2 separate regions of the Mus musculus genome follow, and region 2 is linked to region 1. The links are chromatin contacts, called in public HiChIP or PLAC-seq maps. All regions are on one chromosome and are shown on one strand. Each heading gives the region's core, a stretch centred on a gene start, on an enhancer-like site or on the middle of the called end of the contact. The rest is flanking DNA. Distances are from core to core; before and after follow the strand shown.

The links. HiChIP or PLAC-seq counts read pairs in DNA pulled down with a chosen protein or histone mark.
Region 2: an H3K27ac HiChIP or PLAC-seq map of extraembryonic endoderm stem cells shows a contact between it and region 1. The contact joins two enhancer-like sites. A contact is called at or near these places in 3 of 484 Hi-C or Micro-C datasets (the C2C12 cell line, the G1E-ER4 cell line and cerebral cortex) and 3 of 115 datasets of contacts at active chromatin or transcription factors (CD8 T cells, astrocytes and extraembryonic endoderm stem cells).

What each region holds. Positions count from the first base shown.
Region 1 is chr13:97,413,785-97,419,095 of GRCm38.p6, reverse strand. No RefSeq gene overlaps it. Among named protein-coding and RNA genes, the nearest start is that of Lncenc1, 19 kb to the left of the region's middle. Within about 2 kb of position 1,630, at least 14 of the 459 cell types and tissues checked have an H3K27ac peak or open chromatin away from gene starts, as enhancers often do. A contact at or near this core is called in extraembryonic endoderm stem cells, where this site is marked.
Region 2 is chr13:97,499,652-97,505,488 of GRCm38.p6, reverse strand. No RefSeq gene overlaps it. Among named protein-coding and RNA genes, the nearest start is that of Gm41030, 25 kb to the left of the region's middle. Within about 2 kb of position 2,243, at least 27 of the 459 cell types and tissues checked have an H3K27ac peak or open chromatin away from gene starts, as enhancers often do. A contact at or near this core is called in extraembryonic endoderm stem cells, where this site is marked.

The DNA.
Region 1 (5,311 bases), core at 381-2,880:
CCATCATCACAGAAATTCTATTGGCCTGTGCTCTCCTCCAGGGAATCTGCTGATATGCCCATCACAGAACATTTTACGCCTTTGTGAGCGTATCACTCGTGTTATGGGGATGAATTATGAGAAAACATGCAAGTATCAACCCAAGCAACCTCTCCATCCATGGCCTTTCTCACATAGATCAAATCGGTGGAAGCCTGGTCCTCGGGGGCATGTTCTTGCCTCCTGGAAGCAAGCAGATGAGTGCACCGTTCTTCTGGATCCCTCTACAGACCAGAGGTGCCACTGACATGTGGCTCTATGCAAACTATAAACATCTAACAAGCTCCAGGTGCACAAGAAGTAGATTTAAAGTCCTGTCCATATGGACACTAAGGTCTGAAATGAAACACTTGGCGTTCGATTTGGCTAACATGTTAAATTCACAATTTATTGGCTCAATAAAACATGGATGCTAAGAGCCAATTTTCAGGTTGGAGCCTCTGCACGTGTGTCTTGTGTGGGAAAACACAAGCTCGGGGTTTTCAAGGCAAAGTTAACATCATTTAAAAAGAAGAAGGAAGATCAGTGTTTAAAATAGAACTTTGGTGGGCAGAACCATTTTTTAACAAACCCCAAATCTTATTCATGGTACACACGCACTGATACAAAACTTTCTGCTCTTCTGGAGGATAAAACAAGATCGCTGATGAGCTGTAATATCTGCAAAGAGTAAGGGGAAACAGTGGAAGAAACTGGAGCTGTCAGAAATACGAGCATTCCCAGGGGCTGTGACATTGCCTTCCAGGGTTTTCTTCTGGAAGAGCAGGATGAAACTCACTGCTACAGGACCAGCCTTGGTGGGAAGTGAAACGTGGGATGCCCTGAAGCTGTGGAAGGACTTGAGAAGGCAGGAAGAGTCGCAGTGAATGTTTGGCTCAAGGCGAAAATCATGCTTAAGAACAAAACAAAAATTTGCCTTTCTTGGTGCATAGAAATCACAAAAATGACTTTCTCCTCTGACACCAGTTTCAGCTCTCCTGTCCCAGGTTTGATGTGAAAATGGGAAGGGGGAGTAGACAGCCGGTGCCCTCTTCCTCCAACAAAGCTTAAAGGAATCTTGATCTCACAGACAGAAGAAACAGAGCTTGAAGAAGTCATGGGGAGCCGTAGTGGGTGGGTGGGTGGATGGGGGGAGTGGAAGAACAAAGAGTGACTGACTTCCTTGGTTGTTTTTTTTTTTTCTTCTTCAAACATCCTTGACATGAAGTGGGGGAAGCTGGACAAGTATAATACCAGCCAGCATTCAACAAGGAAGGGAAAATGAGTTCCAAAAAACACCCAATCCCTTTAAACCAAAGACCAGGAAAAGGACAGAGCAGTATTATAGTAAACTGCTAGACAGCAGCCTCTCCTTTGGAGCCAACCACAGAAAAGTTATGACCCTACGTCACTGGGTCAGGCATGGGAGATGGAGCCATGATATTTACCTTTCTAGAGGATGTACCCAGGCACCAAGGAGGGAGCCTGCACTGCTGTTCCTACTGAGGTATATTAAGCCCCACACCCACATCCAGATAGAGAGATGGAGTTAGAAGCGTGAACTTCCATCTCTCCCCAGTTGGATGATGTCATGTTGTTCTGGAAGATCTGGGGGTGTTTATCATGACCACTGTCAACAGTGATAGCCAGCTATTTCTCTTCTCTTGCTAAGAACTCTTGGGTTCTCAGGAAGAACAAAGCACCGCTATCTCCCCACCCAGCAGTAGGTCTCAGGGAAGCCAAACAGAGTGGGAGTCTCACACCAGCATCCTAGCTGTGACCCCATGGAGTGTGGAGGGCTGAGGGTGGGACGACATGGGTGTGGTGATAGAAAGGAACCACAAGGAATGCTTGTGGGAGAGGAAGGGCACATCTTTGACTGTGTTCTTATCTTGGCCATGATATTGTGCTACACTTTTTACTGTTAAAAAAAGGAGAGAGAGAGAGAGAGAGAGACAGAGAGAGACAGACAGAGAGAGAGAGAGAGAGAGAGAGAGAGAGAGAGAGAGAGAGAGAGAGAAAAGCATGGGTTACCATACCATTTCTTCGAATTGGATGTACAGATGTAACTATCTCAAAGTAAAGTATTTAGTTAAAAATGATAAGCCATAGACCTTCTAAGATAAAGAACTTTGCACATTATAATCAGATATCTGTTTTGTTTTTTTTTTAGTAACTTTCTACCACCAAGACAAAACTCATTAAAATGCAATGTTTTCTGTTAGAAAATTACTTTGAACAATGAAGGGCAATTTAAATTTTTTTAAGATTTATTTATTTTATATATGTGAGTACACTGTAGATGTCTTCAGACACCAGGAGAGGGCAATGGATCCCATTACAGATGGATGTAAGCCACCATATGGTTGCTGGGAATTGAACTCAGGACCTCTGGAACAGCAGCCAGTGCTCTTAACCTCAGAGCCATCTCTCCAGCCCAGGAAAATTTAATTCTAAAGCACTTACTTGTTTGTATCTGTTTCATTTAACATTTCAGACCCTTTGGAAACAACTGCATTGCACTAATCATCACTAAGACTTCTCCTTTCCCACCCCAACCTTGGCATTCGTAAGTCTAGTGTATACCCCAGCTGTCAGGACAAACCATTACGCATACTATTGCATTTTGTGACTATCCCAAAATAACACCATTATTTTGTCATTAACGAAATAACACCTGTTCCTTTAAATCAGTGTTTCTCGTGTCGTTAGAACCATGTCTGCCTAAAAGAGACAGAGATTTGTTAGCTGGTAATGAGAAGGTAAGAATAATTTATTTGGAAATGAACATTTTTTTCTTTACCCCGTCTCCTGCTGCCTGGAACCAATCTGTGTGCTCTGCTTGGAAAGACAATGATGGGCCATAGCAATTGTTTTTCCATGGTTCTGGCAACTGCATGTGAGACCTGGAGGCGGAGAGTGATGGTTGCTGAAAGAGCATCTGCTTTATTGAAAATGCAGTTGAAGGCTTTACCGACAGGACTGCCTTGGAGACAGTGCAATTAAGACAGCGAGGTCTCACTTTGTAGTGCTCAGAGTCTGCTACAAGCATCATGGCTTTGGAATTGGGATGCTATCCTCACCGTGCTCAAAGCCAAATGCCTTTGAGGGCAGAGAAGGGGTAAAATTAGTGTGACATCTTGTGAAGAGGAGCTTTTATAAACTATCTTCAAAGGCACTTACAAGATACAACAGCCCTTTCTCCACACAGCTAAGGGATGCATTGATGTAAATAAATATAAAAATGGCTATTAAATTTCCATTCTGCTTCAGGCACATGGGTTTAATATTAATAATTAAGGAAGGAAAGCTGGCAAAACACATGTAAAACTTAGCCAAACCCCAAAATGCTTGAAAAATAAGTCAAGATTTTTCTGAAAACATAGACCACTACTGGGTTTGCCCATCCCTGGTGACAAGAAACTGAGAAACTGAAACTAACTCCATTTAACTCTTCCCCTCTGCCCCAGCAGATGCTGTAGTTCCCCCTGCCAAGGAACCAATGCATTGGCCTTCCGTGCCAAGAACAAAGCGTGGGTCTCCACATGGCCACCATTCTAGGGAGAGAGCATGATCAGATTCCACAGGGTAGAATGGTTTGCCCTCCACCCCCAAACCAGATGGTAGATTCTTAACCTTGTTCTTAAAGGGCAGATCATCCCACACTATTGAGCTGAAATAATTACTGTTGATCCCAAAGGATCCTAGGTTTGTGTCTGTCCTATCTTGGAGTCTGTTTGATGCCATTACAAGACCTGATGTAATTGTGGTATAAGATCGATATCCATTGCTGTCATGAAATCAACATAAGAAGGCTGGAAAGGGGACCAAGGTCACGGCTGGTTGGTTGAGAACGTAGAGGATAGGATGTATGCTGTGAGTCCCTGCCAATTCTTAGCCATATCGGCTTGACAGGATTGTACAGCTGAAGTTTAGTGGTTATGATGGTGAATAGGAACACAGAATTTATAAAATATCTTCAGCCTCAGCTCACATTATGGTTTGAATCTGCAATGTCCTCCTGCTTGGATGCTGGACCCATAGCTGTTTTTGAGAAGCTGTAGTAGACCTTTAGGAGTTGAAATGTAGCTGACAGGTATAGTTCCCTGAGGAAAGGGGACTTCAAAAGTTATACCCAGCCTCTACTTCCTTCAGCTATGTCTCTTTCCTAGTCCACCATGATGAATAGCCTCTACTTTTACTGCAAGAAAAGCCGTGTCTTCACCACCATAATAGACTGAAACCCTTTAAAACTGTAGCCAAAATAAATATGTCATCCCTTAGGTTGCTTCTGTCAGGTATTCTGGTGACATGTGGCTACATACAAAAGGAATTATGATGTCATCTAATTTTCTTTTTTTTTTTTAAGATTCATTTATTCACTTAATGTATATGAATACACAGTTGCTGTGTTCAGACACACCAGAAGAGGGCATTAGATCCCATTACAGATGGTTGTGAGTCACCATGTGGTTGCTGGGAATTGAACTCAGGACCTCTGGAAGAGCAGTCAGTGCTCTTAACCACTGAGCCATTTCTCCAGCCCCCTAACTTTCTTGATAACTGAGTAAATACTGCCATTCTTCAGATGAGGAAACTAACTCAGTGTGGTGTTGGGGAAATGAGGTGCCCGAGTCAGTAGTGGGTAAGGGGCAGCCAGGACTTAAACCTACTGTTCAGGACTCTGCCCACACTGCTGTTGCTCAGATAAGATGGAATGATTCAGAGGGAGGACTCAGCAGTTGGTAAGATGCTGTGATGGACATTCAGTGTTTAAACCTGTACTGACATGACCATATGACCATGGCAGCACTCTCAGAGCTTCACTGCTAAGCCATGGCTCAGCGTCGCCTTCCACACAGTTGAATTTTCACTTTTTCACGGCACAGACCATGAGATCCATGTGGAGATCTTGGATTCTCCTAATATATGGAGCCATTAGTCCTTCAGAGCTATCAAAAGCCATCTCTGGTAAAATGTCCCAAAATATCTTTTTGAGAACCATAGCATCTGACTAACATGAGGATCTTGACTGACAAACAGAAATAAACACCGGAAGGCTTAACAAGTATGTACAGTGCTTGCTTTTATTAATTAAAAGATAGCCTGCCCTCGAGTTCAAACTGGTATGGATAAGCTAAGTTGTCAGTATACACGAGTGTGTATACTGTGCAAATGAGTATGTGTTCCATCGTGGTTCAAAATACAAGTTTACCGTTTCTTAAAGCACTTTGTTTTATATTAACTAAAAAAAGCTAATTCCTTGCTACTCCTTTGAGTAAGAAACATTTTT
Region 2 (5,837 bases), core at 994-3,493, 86 kb before region 1:
GGAAGAAGCCTATCAGACTTTATCAATGGCTACCTGGTATCTGATGGGCAGGTCCCATACACCAGGCACTGTGCGGAGTATTCAGGCTCTCCTCCTTCAATGCTGTTCATGACTCCTGAGAACCACTATGACACCCAGGGTCTGTTCCTGCATACCAGCCTGCCACACCGACAGGCCGAGCTTGCATTTCTGTATAGTAATATAGTCTAATTTCCTCTGGGTTACCTGCTGTCCAAAGTGGAACTTTCTGAATGTCAGTTAACTGTGCCCTGAGAACTGTGTCCTGACTCATCTGTGAGATGTCATACTGTGCAAACTGGGTGGGGCTTTCTCTAAGCATAAGCTCAGATCTGAGCCCAGGTCACTCATCCAGATCCAGCCCAGCTGCTCACAGTCGCTCCCTGTGATCTAAACACATTCTGATCTATGAGAACTGGGTTCCCCATGGCTCGCGTTCTGTTTCCATAACAAGCCAGGCTGGCTGGTAGTGCCTTTAAGCCACAACAACCATTTAATCATTTTTCATGCTATGTCTATACCAGGAATTTGGGAAGGACTCAACAGGGTGTTTCTGGCTTACAGATTACATTAGCTTTGTATCACTGTAACAAAATACCCACGATAAGCGACTTATCAAGAGGAAAGGTTTATTTTGGCTCCTGATTTCAGATGTTCCAGCCCATGACCAATCGGACCTTTTGCTTTGGCCCTGGGCAGCATATCATGGCTGAGTTGACGACAGAGTAAAGACATTCACCTCACAAACAAGACATGAAAAAAGACATAGAGAAAAAAAAACTGCGGTCCCACAATCCCCTTTGAGGAGATACCCCTAATCTTGTAAGGTCCCACGTATGTAAGTTTCCATCTCGCAGTACCTCCAAACTAGAGCCAGCTTTCTAACCCATGGGCCTGGGGAACACAGTTCAGTGCAAACAACAACACAGTCTCTTGTGCAGTTAGAGTCAGTGGGTGTGGGGAACTCACCCAGCTGGAGACTGGCCAGATGTGTTTCTCTTCATGCAGTCTGTGGCTGCCTGGTGGTAATTCCATGGGCTACCATGGGCCTTCTCCTGATGGGGCTTTCAGGGAAGGCTTGTGTGATGACCAGGAGCTCAGTACTGATGTTCCAGGGGACAGGGAAGGACTGAACCATTTTGTCCAGTCTTGGGAGTTACATCGTATTGGGTTTTGGCAGTTATAAGTTACCAGGATACAGAGGTCTATGTTGACCAACATTCCCAGGACTATTACAGAGATAATGTGCGGGGGGCGGGGGGGAAGACCCTGCTGGTGGGAGAGAGCCCTGCAGCCACCTTGCAGTGGGTGTTGTCTTCGGAAGAGGAGGGACCACTAGTAAATGATTCAGAATCTCCCCTACGGCTCAATGATCATCTCATCGGCATGGCAAGGGCCGAGCTTCCTGTCTTCTGAGAGGGTCTTGATTTCCTTCTCTTCCCCCAGTTCCTTACTCACCACCATGTTTGAAATTCCAGATCTTCTCCTCTAGTTCATGGTGGGCAATCACAGCTGGATAGCACTCCTTCCTAATGATTGCCATGCCACCACAAAGACACACCAAGGGCCAATCCATACCTGCCAAATACCACAGAAAGGGTCTTGTCATACCTACCCTTGCCCTTCAGGGATCCTCCTACTTTGTTCAATCTAGTCCCAGACTGAATTCTAGATCCCATTGGATTGATCACTTTGCACCAGTGGCTGCTCCCTAAAGGGTACAGACCTCGTGGCTGTCACCTCCAGAGATACTTCAGTCCTGAACAATGGTCTGGGCTCTCTTATCCCTTCTGAGTCAGCCCGGAGCTGTTTATTTTACCATCTGTGTCAGCAGTTAAGAAACCCTGTGTGAATCTCACCACCCGGCAGCCAAGTCAGCATCTAAAGCAGGCTCAGAACTATGGCTGGCGTTCAGCACAGTGCTCCAAGACCTGAGCTCTACGATTTTCCAGAAGTGTAAACTCTAGACAAGATACTGAGCCAACAGAATTCCTGTCACATGAGACTAAGTACCTTTCAGTCTTTATCCTTGGGCTCAAATAAGGTAGAGTGTATGAAAATGAATTAAAGACTGTGCCATACAACAACAATACTTGTTGTTGTTGTTGTTGTTGTTCTAGTTTGTTCTTGTTATTAGCACAGCCTTCTTTCACAGGGACTGTGTAACCTTATGCCCAAATATGCTTGCCCTGTATTAGTCACCTCCCTGAAAGCCCAGCCAATCAGCCACACCATTTTCTCCTCTGTATCCTACCTTAGGAGACTGGCTCAGGGAGTGCCATCTGGCTCTACTTCCTCAGTCCTCCCTGTGTCGGGTAAGTGGTGGGCAATTTCACCCTCTGTACAGATGCCTGTAATGCCAACCTAACACTTCAGGAAGCTCTGAGAGGTGGGGCTTGAAGCTCACACACACATACCCAAGCTGTGTTCCCTTGTAAATGACCAATATCAGGCCTTCTACTGTGGCTTGAGTGTGGTTTGTCCTTCCAAGGTCCATACAGCACGCATGGACCCAACACACAAGCATTGGGAGGCCATGGAAACATCGAGGTAGTTAGACTGATTTTTCTATTTGAGTTCTTTCTGTCTCTCTCCTTCCTTCACTCATTAACTCTTTCCCCATCTGCCTCCCTCTCTCTCCCTCTCTCTGTGATGTCTTCCTCAGGTACTCACAGTGACACTAGCCCGCACCATGAGCTGAGCACACAGTTGCCATGCTCACAAACCAGAACTACAAGCCAAATACACCTCTTCTCTGGGTAAGTCACCTGGCCTCTGATATTTTGATACATCAAATGGAAAACATACAACTACATCCTACCAGCTCCTATTCACTCCACTAGAGCCCATGTTCCTGGCAGCCAGGTAGGAAGACAGCAATGAGAACAGGCCAAGACTCCTGGATGACAGCAGCTAGCTGTGGGTCCAAGAGCAGAGCTGGGAACAGATACCTCACTCCTTTCCCAGGAGGCCACCCCAGGGACTGATGCCCCAGGATGTTGTATTTCACACTAGTCTGTGCAAAGCCTTACCAGAAGAAACGTTTTCAAGAGTTCAGGCTTGATGTTTCTAGGCTCTGCTTGTTCGTGAGGTATTTGTTTGTTGTTTTGTTTTTCACCTTACTGTGATCTTTGAAGCTGGCCCAATTTTGAAGGTCTTAGGCCATTAGTGCACGTGCACACCTGTGCGAGAAGGGGGCGGGGATTTGTGTGTGAAGGGGGAGGGGATGTGTGTGAAGGGGGAGGGAATTGTGTGAGGGGAAGGGAATCTGTGTGAAGGGGACAAGATATGTGTATGTGAAGGGAGGAGATGTATGTGAAGGGGGAGGGTGTGTGTGTATGTGATGGGGAAGGGGATGTATGTGTGAAGGGGGAGGGTTGTGTGTAAAGGGGGAGGGGATGTAACATTTCCAACAACAGAGAGCAGGCAAGCCAGAGAGAGGGAGGGACTGAGGGAATGAGAGAGGGAGGGAGAGAAAGAGTGAGGGAGTGAGGAAGTGAGAGAGAATGAGAGAGGAAGAGAGGGAAAAAGAGAAAGTGAAAGAGTGAGAGATGGAAGACTGAGGGAGAAAAGAAGGGAGGGAAGGAAGGATGGAGGGAGGGACAGAGGGAGGGACAGAGGGAGGGAAGATCTAGGCCAGAGGTAAGAGGAAATGGAACTGAAGAGGCTTCAGAGGAGATGACAATGAGGCAAGAAAGAATAAGTAGAAGCTTAGCATAAAGGTCAGCGCTCACAAGAGGGCTGGGATAAGAAGAGAAGGAGGGAATCCCCGAAGTGTGCTCCTGGGGGTCCTGCCAGCCCTGGAAACGAGCCTCTAAGAGCTCATCCCCACCAAACTGAACCCCAGCTTGACTGTGTTCCACTGTGACCCCCAAACAGGCCAACAAAGAGTATATCACCCTTAGTCTTACTCCTGGACTCTTGGTGCCCTTTCCCTGGTCCCAAGCCAGCCTCGGGGTCATAGCGCTCCCCACCCTGTCTACACCAGACAGTTTCCAAGAAAACATTTCTTTTCTTTCTTTCTTTCTTTCTTTCTTTCTTTCTTTCTTTCTTTCTTTCTTTCTTTCTTTCCTTTCTTTCCTTTCTTGCTTGCTTCCTTCCTTCCTTCCTTCCTTTCCTTTCCTTTTTTCCACATTCACCCCTCCCCAACTCCTCCCATATCTCCCCTCTCTTTCCCTCCCCACCCAACTTTGTGTCCCATTTTTTTCCCTCATCAAATCCAATTTGTGCTGTCCACATGTTCACAGATGTGTGACTGACCTTCTTCTAGAGCTGGGCTGGCCCATCAGGGGCAGCACTCACCTCTCCTGGCTGCTATCAGTTGCCAAGAGATCCGGCTATGGGTGGGATGTCATGTCTACCTCACCTCTCCATGCTGGGTTTTGGTCTGGCTTGAGCTTAACCGAGGCCTGTGGCTGCTGCCACAACCACCATGAGTTCGTAAGTGCAACTATCCTGTTGTGACCAAAGGATACTCCAGAGGGCTGCTTTTAAGCACCTGTGCTTGGGCACCTCGTTAGACCAGTGTCATCAAAATTTCTTGAGAAAGGAACCTACGAGGGCTTGAAAAGCATACTCAGCAAGGCACATGTACAGCTAGAACCCAAAGTCTGTAATGTAGTAGTGCAACAGTAGTGCTTGGCTCTGTGAGGGTGTAGTGGGCTTTCTGCCCTTCATGAATAATATTGTTTCTACAGGAAATGTGTTTAGGTTTTAGCTCCAGATGTTGGGCATACGCCTGCCCTCACACCCCATGTCCCACCCACCCACAGACTGCAATGTTTATATGGCCAGAGAGAGTAGGGGGACAAAGTCACTGGTTGAGTGTCCCTCCGGGATCCCCACAGAGGGCCCATGATCTCTCTCCAGTGTGGCGAGGACCATCGACTCAGTCATGCGTGGAAAAGTTGAGTCCTCCCAAGTCAAGGAGTTCTTGTTTGAAGCTAAAAGAAAAGGGCAAAAACTGTCAACAGTAAGTAACGGAGGAATGGGGGCGGCATAAAAAATGGCAGAACCCTCGAGTTAATAAATAAAGAAGACACATGTCTGGAAATGACGTTGAAAAGTGGCTTAACAGTTCCATACCGGGAAATCAGCTGTGCCAAGAAGCTAGGAAAACTGGCTTTTCCAACTGTGTTGACTTGTGTTCAAGCTGCCAGACACCAAGAGATCATTCCAACCGAACAAATACAGCCACTTCTAACTGGAGAAAAGGGTGGGGTGGGGCTGCGAAAAGAAAGCACATACAAACTAAGTGTGTAAGAAACTACAAGATGGGGGACCTCTCCTGATCGCAATCCACCAACAGTGGATTTTTTAACTCGATGGAGATCTGCATGTGGCAAATAGGGTACTACTTATGAATACACATTGGGGACACCTGGGGGACCAGTAGCCAAAGACACAAAGCTTCATGAATACTTAAAGCCACAAGACAGAGCAGCACAGGCCAGAGGGTACAGAGAAAGTGTCATAGAAAGGAATCAACCAAATAACTCAATTTTGCTAACAATTAGGGAATATTATGTTAGGGAAGCCGCTATCTGATGGTAGAACAGACCAAGGTTCTCTGGCCAGCAAGCAGTGGAAGCAGGGAGTCCTGGCACCAGGTACTGGGGTATTGTGCACAGGACAGAATAATATCTTGTCTTAAAAGAGCAGTTTCTTCAGCTAGCCATGAGGGTGGCCATTCCTGAGGCACAGCTCGGGTGGGCGAGAGCTGCGGGGACTGTTCTTTGTCAGCCTCCCTCTCTTACTCTAATTAGGAACAGAAGAGCTCACTGTTAGGCTGAAATGCTCTTCTTTTCTTTGAGTCAAGC